Linked DNA regions of Sus scrofa: region 2 is linked to region 1. A link is a contact called in public HiChIP or PLAC-seq data. All regions are on one chromosome and are shown on one strand. Each heading gives the region's core, a stretch centred on a gene start, on an enhancer-like site or on the middle of the called end of the contact. The rest is flanking DNA. Distances are from core to core; before and after follow the strand shown.

Region 1 (4,722 bases), core at 1,046-3,545:
AGTGGATTGTACTGTGCTGCTCCTCAGTCCAGAATTTGGAGTAATCAGGAAGTTATAAGTTCAGTTTAGGAAAAATCTAATTATCAGAGTTGACCCAAAGTACTGGATCAAGATCCTAGGGAGGTAAGGCGGGGCCCCTTCAGCAAGTGAGGGGGGCATTCAAGTGGGCAGGGCCACACCTAGAGCACAGCTAATTTTATTTATTTTATAGATTTGTATTCTGAGTAAGATTTCACCTAAAAAAATAAGTCCAGAAACAACTGGATAGGATGAACTCTTTGGTTTCCATGTAAAAGTGAACAATCTGACCTGTGAAACCGTATCCTTATTGTCACTGGAAATGTCCAATCAGAAGCTGGCATTTGAGATGTCATTAGAAGGGCTCCCAGCCTTAGGTGTGAGGAAGACTAGGGGTCCTTTAACGAGGGAACCTGTGTCTCACTGAGCAGTGTATCCCCAGGGCCTGCAGAGCACATGGTTATGTAACAGGCCCTCAGTAAGGCCAGCTGAAAGAAAGACTGGACTAGGTGACTGCTACAGTTCCTTCCAACAACTTAAATAATCCTATCCCAAGAATCCACAATAGAACAGGCATTCTCCATGCTTCAAGCTAGAAAATCCAGCCAACTATTATTTTTCAGAAGATTAAGTTGTGGAATTGTTTAGGGGCAAAAGTCAGGACTGGGTGATTTCCAAGGCTTCCCCTTGCAGCTTTAGAGTTCTCTGTCTCTCTCATACAGAGGGTACATACTGACTGATCTTTTCTGAGGCTGTACAGAATAATACGTAAATCAGATTACCCAGTGAGGAGACATCTGCATGGGGGCAAAGCTATAGCATCAAGGTTATGACACAACAAATCAAAACAGCTCTTGGCAGATAAATCTTCTTCATAAGCCCTATGGATTTGTCTGAAAGTGATATATATCTTTAGCCTTTTAAGAGAGTGAGAGAAAGAAAAAGGAGTGAAAAACAACATAGGGAAGGAGCAAATGAAAGATCAGTAGAGCAATTCATTCAAAAATGTCATTTCATAATAATTCCTAACACTTATCCAGTACTTATATGCCAGGCAGAGTGCTAAATCCTTTAAGTTATTTTAAGCACTTAATTCACAGACTAATTCTTATTATTATTATAATACCTATTTTATACATAAAGGAATTAAAAAATCAGAGAAGTTAAGAAACTTGACCAGGAGGTTTCCTAGTGGCCTAGTGGTTAAGGATCCAGGGTTGTTACTCCTGTGGCATGGATTTGGTCTCTGGCCCAGGAATTTCTGCATGCTGTGTGTGTGGCAAAAAAGAAAAGGAAAGAAAAGAAAAGAAACTTGAGCAGATAATAAGAGGCAAGACCTGGATACAAATTCTGGTCAGTCTTACTCCAAAGCCAGAGTTTTTCACTCATATAAAACCTGAATTAATTGATGATATTTTAGGTAGTAGCCAGCATATTTTTATAAAACATGGCACATCAATTTCATTCTTCTTCTTTTTTTTTTTTTTTGTCTTTTTGCCATTACCTTGGGCCGCTCCAGCGGCATATGGAGGTTCCCAGGCTAGGGGTCGAATTGGAGCCGTAGCCGCCGGCCTACGCCAGAGCCACAGCAACGCGGGATCCGAGCCGCGTCTGCAACCTACACCACAGCTCACGGCAACGCCGGATCGTTAACCCACTAAGCAAGGGCAGGGACCGAACCCGCAACCTCATGGTTCCTAGTCGGATTCGTTAACCACTGCACCATGATGGGAACTCCCTCATTCTTCTTCTGACAAGAGCAAACACCATGTAATCTCCATAGGGTCCATGATGACAGAGTTCACCCACAAGCCGAGTTCACAGAAAGTGGACTAGGTAATAAATACATGGGAGAAGGCTATGAACTAGCTGGAAAGCAATGTTACGGGGAACAGCCAGTTGGATTAAGATGAACTGAGAAGGCAGGGGCATGACGGTGAGGGTGAAATGCACCGCAAGGGAGTGAGCCTAGCTTATAAATTCTGCTTGTTGCATGGTGATGGAGACTGTGACGGAAGGCTGGCAACGACAGTCTTCTTCATTCAAGGAATCACAGACAGGCAGAGGGGCAGGTGAGAATTCAGGGAACTGGCCCTCAGAATCTTCAGGCTGATCCCGTGAGGGAGGAAATGCCAACTGTCCCTCAAGCCCTTCATGTGTTGCGAAAGTATGGGACATGGCAAAGCAATCATTTTCAGCTCTGTGGGCAGAGGAGTGGTCTGCAAGAAACTGAGTCATAGATTCTTTGTGACCACATAAAACTGCTTAGAGCTGGGGAAACAGAAGACATCTGTGTGCCAGGAGGCATGAGAAGAATGCGAGGAAGAAGCAGTTAGCAGGAGATTCATGTTGCTTACAGGTACTTGGACAGAGGGTCTGGTCTGGTTTCTCACGTCCTCTTTCCACACACCAGTGTGTTCAAAGGTCACTCCCAAGCACCCAGCCCAAGAGCTCTTTATATTCAACAGTTTTACAAACATCTTAATAATGTTTAATTCTGCCAGGCAATTTCAAAGAGGGCTCTATTTTTCTCAAAGCCCAAAAAGCCAAAAAAGGAAACAAAAATAAACTGGCTATTAACTCTCATTTCTATTTCCCTGAAAAATGAACTAACTTCATAAATTTTCAAGTTAAGTAACACTAAAGTCTTACATTTTCCAGAGCAAGGATCCTATATGATGTTATCCATTCACTTTGGCCAGTTCAGGTACCAGTCTAAATTGACACTACTATAGCAGACAAACAGATCAACACTGATGAATGGTCTACAATGACAGTCTCTGGATGGAGAAACATGGCTTTGATGGCAGCCTGTGTTCTGGACTTACAAATGTTTGCGACTCAGAGTTCCTCTTTAATGCTATCTGCCCTTTCCAAAAAAAAAAAAAAAAAAAAAGTCTATCTAATGTCCTGATCCTGTCATAATCATGGCTAATAGAACTAAAAAGAAAGTCAATGAGAAATCATAGGAGTTTTTGCCAAGAAACCTTCTTCTGGTGAAAAGCTCAGAGTTAGGAATACCTACTCTGCTTGTGGACTAAGCCCTAGAAATGAAAATTTTTTAACATGCTCAAGGAAACCCTGTCATTGTCAGCTGTCACTTAGGATGAATCTATTTTATGCAGTGACTACTTTAAAATCTAAACATTATTAGAGAAATGCATGTCAAAACTACAATTTGTTATCTCCTCACACCAGTCAGAATGGCCATCATCAAAAAGTCTATAAACAATAAATGCTGGCGAGGGTGTGGAGAAAAGGGAATCCTCCTACAGTGCTGGTGGGAATGTATTGGCGCAACCACTACGAAGGACAGTATGGAGGTTCCCTAAAAAACTAAATATAGAAATACCATACGACAGCACCTCTAGGCATATATCCAGAGAAAGCTGTAGTTTGAAAAGATACATGTACTCCAATGTTCACTGCAGCACTGTTTACAACAGCCAAGACATGGAAACAACCTAAATGTCCACTGACAGAGGACTGGATAAAGATGTGGTACATAAATAGAAAGGGATATTATTCAGCCATAAAAAAGAATGAAATAATGCCATTTGCAGCAACATGGATGGCCCTATAAATTATCATACTAAGTGAAGTCAGACAGAGAAAGACATGTGTCATATGATATCATTTATATGTGAAATCTAATAAAAATGATACAAAAGAGCTATTTATAAAACAGAAACAAACTCATAAATATCAAAACCAATCTTTTGGTTACCAGATGGGAAACCACTGCAGGTAGGGAGAAAATGGGAGGGTGGGAATAACATATACACACTACTGGATAAAACAGAAATTAACAGGAATCTACTATGTAGCACAGGAAAATCTACTCAATGGTTTGTAATAACCTATATGGGAAAAAAACCATATATTTATAACTGATTCACTTTGTTGTACACCTGAAACTAATACAACGTTGTAAGTCAACTATACTTCAATAAAATTTTTTAAAAATCTGAACAAAGTACACAAATGGTCTTGAAATAAGACACTTCTATGTATTGAGAACATACACTGAATGTACTGTCCTACAGATATATTCAGAAATTACAAAAATGTTAAATACAACCATATGAAATTCTGCTATATTGGACATTGTTAGAATAGTAGTGTTGTAGGAACTGGAAGACTTTTACTCTACAGAAATTAAATTTTGACACTATACTATTACAATAGAAATACATAAACACTCCTAACTTGCATTAAAGTTAGAGTCAATACCAAAGTTTTACACAACAGAAGAAAATACATAATCTTAGAATTAACTGTAATGGAACTTTATAATACTGTTGGTTATAATAAGATTTGACTCATAATAAATAAACATTGAGATCAGCTCCTCTAAACAATGCACTGTGGGAAAAAATGTCTCATTTTGAAGCCATTTGTTTTCAGTTCTTCTGTGGAAAGAAAAATACGAATCCTAGCACCAAAGCATTCAGTAAACTCCTAGAAGGTTAGTCCAACAGCGAGAGATGAGTCAAGGAAGTGGAGAGTGATTTAAGTACAAATTCCAACACCACTGGTTTCTGCAAACTACTAGCAGAATGTTCTGCAATAGAAATAAAGTTCCTTATAACCAAATCCTGTGAGACACTCTGTGGCCGAACACAGAGGCCAAAGGGAGATGGCTTGGCACAATTTAGCAAATAATGATAGTGCTAATAAGATTCTATTAGGAATCAATAAAGT
Region 2 (4,722 bases), core at 1,656-4,155, 67 kb after region 1:
TTCTTAAAAGTAGGAAATATTTACTATTTCAGAGAAACAGTCCTGTGGTCCCATGAGGCCTCAGCAATGTCTTAAGCTCGAAAAACTGAGAAGCAAGGAAGCTGCTAAGAACCAAAAAGTTCACATTGGACACTGGTCACTTGAAGCACAAAAATGTCCTTCAAAAAAACCCAACCAGGAGTTTTTACTGTGGCTCAGCAGTAACAAACCTGACTAGTATCTATGAGGATGGGGGTTCGATCCCCAGCCTCGCTCAGTGGGTTAAGGATCTGGTGTTGACATAAGCTGCAACATAGGTAACACGCAACTCGGATCTGCCCTCGCTACGGCTGTGGTGTAGGCCAGCTGTTGCAGCTCTGATTCAACCCCTAGCCTGGGAACTTCCATTTGCCACACATGTGACCCTAAAAAGGAAAAAAAAAAAACAAACCAAGACAAAACATAGGGAAAAAAATAGGAATCACTTCAAGAACCACACACACATACATATGGTTGTGCTTTTTTAAAAAATGGAATGACAGCTTTCCTGTCCGTGGTCCATTTATTCAAAACTGGGAACAATAATATAAATATTCAAACTTCAAGTAATATATATTACTCTTCTGTATTTTAGGTTCTATTTTGCTATTTTCCTTTTTAGTTGTACTGTGTTGTCAGTCTCTTCTTCCTTCTTACCAAAAAAGGTAAAATTTAATGAAAATTAATGAATTTAATGAAAAATTAAATATTTATTAAAATAATATGAGTATATATGTTCATTATAAACATTTTAAAAATCTAGTATATAAACAAAAGACCAAAGGTTTTCTTCTTTCCTCCATTTTATTCCCCAGAGGAAATACTCTTAACAGCTTATTCTATATCATTCTAGAGCAGTGCTGTCCAATAGAAATACTATTTCTAACGTTTCTAGAAGCCACATTAAAAAAGTTAAAAGAGGAGTTCCCACTGTGGCACAGCAGGCTGAGGATCTGGTGTTGTCTGTGGCAGCAGGAGTTTGATCCCTGGCCCAGTGCAGTGGGTTAAGGACCTGTCATTGCAACAGCTGTGGCGTAGGTTGCAGCTGTGGCTCAGATTTAGTCCCTGGTCCAGGAACTTCCATATGCCACAGCTGAAAAAGAATTAAGAAGTTAAAAGAAAAAGGTGAAATTAATTCTAGGAATATATTTTATTATCATTAATATTATCATTTCAAAAAACTTTATTGTAAACTGCTCTCGTTTTCATATTTAAATTAATTAAAAATAAATTAAAGGAAAACTCCAGTTCCTCATTCATTCTAGCTACTTGTTAATGCACAATAACCACATGTGGCTAGTGGCTACCAGAAGAGGCAATGCAGTGAGTGCTACACTTTCACGATACCTCACAGTTAATTATTTTGTCAAATTATTCCCTGGTCACTTTATCTTTGATGTCTTTATATATTAATACCATATAACAGTTTTCATTCAAAAAAAGTACTCTGCATTACATTATAAAAATAGATCTCTTCCTTTCAATGGTCTCACAGTACTCCACAGTTTATGTGCACATTATTTGAATTTTTCAATCTAATAATTGAGTCATTGGATATTAGCCCATTATTTATTACATGAATTGCTTTCAAGTTCTATGTGTTGACTTATAAAACAAAAAGTAAGTACCTTAAATATATGTAGGTGTTTAGAAAAAAATAAAAGAAAAAATGTCATATTGTGTATCTTCTTTGTACCAGGCCTTTTATTGTCTGCAAATGTTCTTTTAATTTTAAACTTATCAGGAGTTCAAAAACTTTCCTATACGGTTACCTATATTTGCCTCATTCTATAAACTAGAACAGACTGAAGATTTAGCAAATGACCTGAAAATTACCTTGATATTGTATGAAGACACAGCCATTCTCACCTTGGCAGCTCAGACTCTCCCATTAACAATATGAGCTGCCAGAGAACAAAATTAAAGCTTAAAAGAGAGCAATGTTCAAAGTCAGGGCTGAAAGTATGGAAATATTATAGGCTAATTAAATTTTGGGTAAGAAAGGTAAAATTGCAGATTTCAGTTATAAGGCTGACATCTATTAGTTAACCTCTTGAGAAACGTCAGTCTAATAAGCTCTAAAATTATTTGAGGGTAACTTTATTTATTTATTTATTTATTTATTTGTCTTTTTAGGGCTGCACCATGGCAGATGGAGGTTCCAAGGCTAGGGGCTAATCGGAGCTGGAGCTGCTGGCCTACAACAGAACCACAGCAACACCAGATCCAAGCCGTATCTGCAACCTACACCACAGTTCATGGCAGCGCTGGATCCTTAACCCACTGATCGAGGCCAGGGATCGAACTCGCAACCTCATGGTTCCTAGTCGGATTTGTTCCCATTGCGCCACAATGGGAACTCCCCAGTAGATGATTTATTTTAAAACGTGAGGTCAAGAAGTTTACTTTTCCTTCAGGATAGGAAGGAAGCAGAGGTTAGACACCTCTGAGTTTGCAAAAAAAGGTCTTCAAGCAACCCCAGGAAGCTTTTATGGGTTTGCTTCTGGGGCACAAATGGAGGTGTGGTTTGAGATAATTTAGTCTGGTAAATTTGAACAAGCCTGCTCCTGATGATCTAATTCATTTCATCATGTGATGCCAGAGAAGAGCCCTAATACAGTAGCCTTAACCACATAACTAATATCACAACTTTCTTTCTTTCCCATAAAAGTAACAGACTATGAAAGCTTGCCAGTTGTGCCTCAGATGTACTCTTTCCACTCTTACACATGCTCCCATGTCTGGGCCAGTAACCATTTACTGCAGACTAACAGCAGCAAATGAACTGAGTGGGTGGCCACTTCCTGCAGAACTAAGTGATGGCTATTCTGGTAGAGAGCAGTGAGCAGGGCTGGCCCCATGCAAAGGCAGAGCTCGTGGCTGCCAACACACTGCAATTTGAGAAGCACCCCAAAGCCCCACCTCTCCCAAAATATCTCTTCCACCAGCCTGCTAAGGCAAGGTCCTCCTCTCCTATCTGGCTTAAAACTCTAGCCATTAGATTTACTGCTTTTGTAGTAAGGATAGGGAATCACTTTTGATGATGGCATGAAATATGCATGCTTCTTGGGAAACTAAGAAAACTAGAATAGAAATCTCTTCTATACACAAACTCTTGGTCTTCAAAGTAATCAAATGCTACCATAGAAAACTAGTCTAGGACCCTATTAGAATAAAATGAGACAGGTTCTGACTGATGCAAGAAGCCATACATAAAATACAGTTTACCATCATAATTTATGATGATCACATGACCACAGAAAGTAGTATTTTTTAAATGTTGTAAAAACAATGTTATATTCATCTCTAGCTTTTCATCTCTCAAAACTCTCTGGTTTCCCATTCTGCTTTAGGGTTCTGATCTAAATAAGTAAGTTCTCATTCCCTCCTAAATAATCTTTTTGTGTAACTCTAAGAATGGTATCCATGTGTTAAAGAATGAATTAAAAAGGTCTACCTAGGTAAGTTAGAACTCACTAGTAAATACCCAAACATGAGTACTGACTTGGGTGATAATAGGCTGGGGAAAATAGTACCATGATATGATCATAGAAGCAAGAAAAAGTTGCAGACGTTCACCCACCCACCTTCTCTTCAAAAGTAACCATAGATACAAGTGACCATTCTAGGTTCTTTGTGGCTCATGCTACACCACTAGTGATCCTACCTGGTACAGCCTGATAATATGGGGGTGGCAAAGCATCTTCATAATTTGAACTTCTCGGAAAATCTTCTTCAATTTTCTTCATCCAGCTGGGTCTTATCTATGATCTTGATTGCAACCTGACAACAGAGAAAGAAAATTATGTGTGACTGGGTCACTTTGCTATACAGTAGAAAATTAACAGAACACTGTAAACCAGCTATAATGGAAAAAAATAAAAATCATTTAAAAATTACTCTGATGAATTATTAAAAGGAGTTTCCCACAGAAAATTAAATACACTCTAAAACATATTCCATAAAATACAAATGGCCAGTATTTTGTTTATAGAATGTCAATGAAGAAAATAAATGCACTCTTTTTAAAAAGATAGGAAACAGATTCCTAGCAAGTTGGTCTCAAAGGAACAGACTCCAAAAGCTAACAGGTCTACTGCCATTTCTTAAATTAATCCTACAGCAAAAACTCCAGGACAAAATACTTCACTGCAAAAAAAAAAAAAGGAGTTCCCGTCGTGGCGCAGTGGTTAACGAATCCGACTAGGAACCATGAGGTTGCGGGTTCGGTCCCTGCCCTTGCTCAGTGGGTTAACGATCCGGCGTTGCCGTGAGCTTTGGTGTGGGTTGCAGACACAGCTCGGATCCCGCGTTGCTGTGGCTCTGGCGTAGGCCGGTGGCTACAGCTCCGACTGAACCCCTAGCCTGGGAACCTCCATATGCCGCGGGAGCGGCCCAAAGAAATAGCAAAAAGACAAAAAAAAAAAAAAAAAAAAAACTTCACTGCTCCACAGATGTGGTTATAGTCTAGGCAAATCAGGCTTTGGTGCAGAGAATGGGACTTCGGGCTTCTCATCACTAAAAGAAGCTAAGATCATAAGTAAATGATGATTTAGTAAGGGCGGACCAGAAATTCCACAAGTGCATTCCATACCTCACCAGGTGCTTCCATAACCAGTAACAATAGCGGTAGCACTGGTGGTGGCAGTGAGCAGCAGCAGTTACTACATACTGAACATTTATTCTGTGCCAGATATAATTCTT

What was found. HiChIP or PLAC-seq counts read pairs in DNA pulled down with a chosen protein or histone mark.
Region 2: a contact with region 1 is called in an H3K27ac HiChIP or PLAC-seq map of alveolar macrophages. The contact joins two enhancer-like sites. A contact is called at or near these places in 2 of 47 Hi-C or Micro-C datasets (heart right ventricle and mesenchymal stem cells) and 2 of 2 datasets of contacts at active chromatin or transcription factors (alveolar macrophages and skeletal muscle).

Annotation. Positions count from the first base shown.
Region 1 is chr9:44,261,991-44,266,712 of Sscrofa11.1, forward strand. The region is part of intron 7 of SIK3 (serine/threonine-protein kinase SIK3); the gene reads right to left. Among named protein-coding and RNA genes, the nearest start is that of APOA1, 46 kb to the left of the region's middle. Within about 2 kb of position 2,296, at least 10 of the 83 cell types and tissues checked have an H3K27ac peak or open chromatin away from gene starts, as enhancers often do. A contact at or near this core is called in alveolar macrophages, where this site is marked.
Region 2 is chr9:44,328,221-44,332,942 of Sscrofa11.1, forward strand. SIK3 (serine/threonine-protein kinase SIK3) reads right to left here. Exons shown (of 25, transcript XM_021062877.1): 2 at 3,759-3,801; 3 at 3,686-3,756. Among named protein-coding and RNA genes, the nearest start is that of APOA1, 110 kb to the left of the region's middle. Within about 2 kb of position 2,906, at least 5 of the 83 cell types and tissues checked have an H3K27ac peak or open chromatin away from gene starts, as enhancers often do. A contact at or near this core is called in alveolar macrophages, where this site is marked.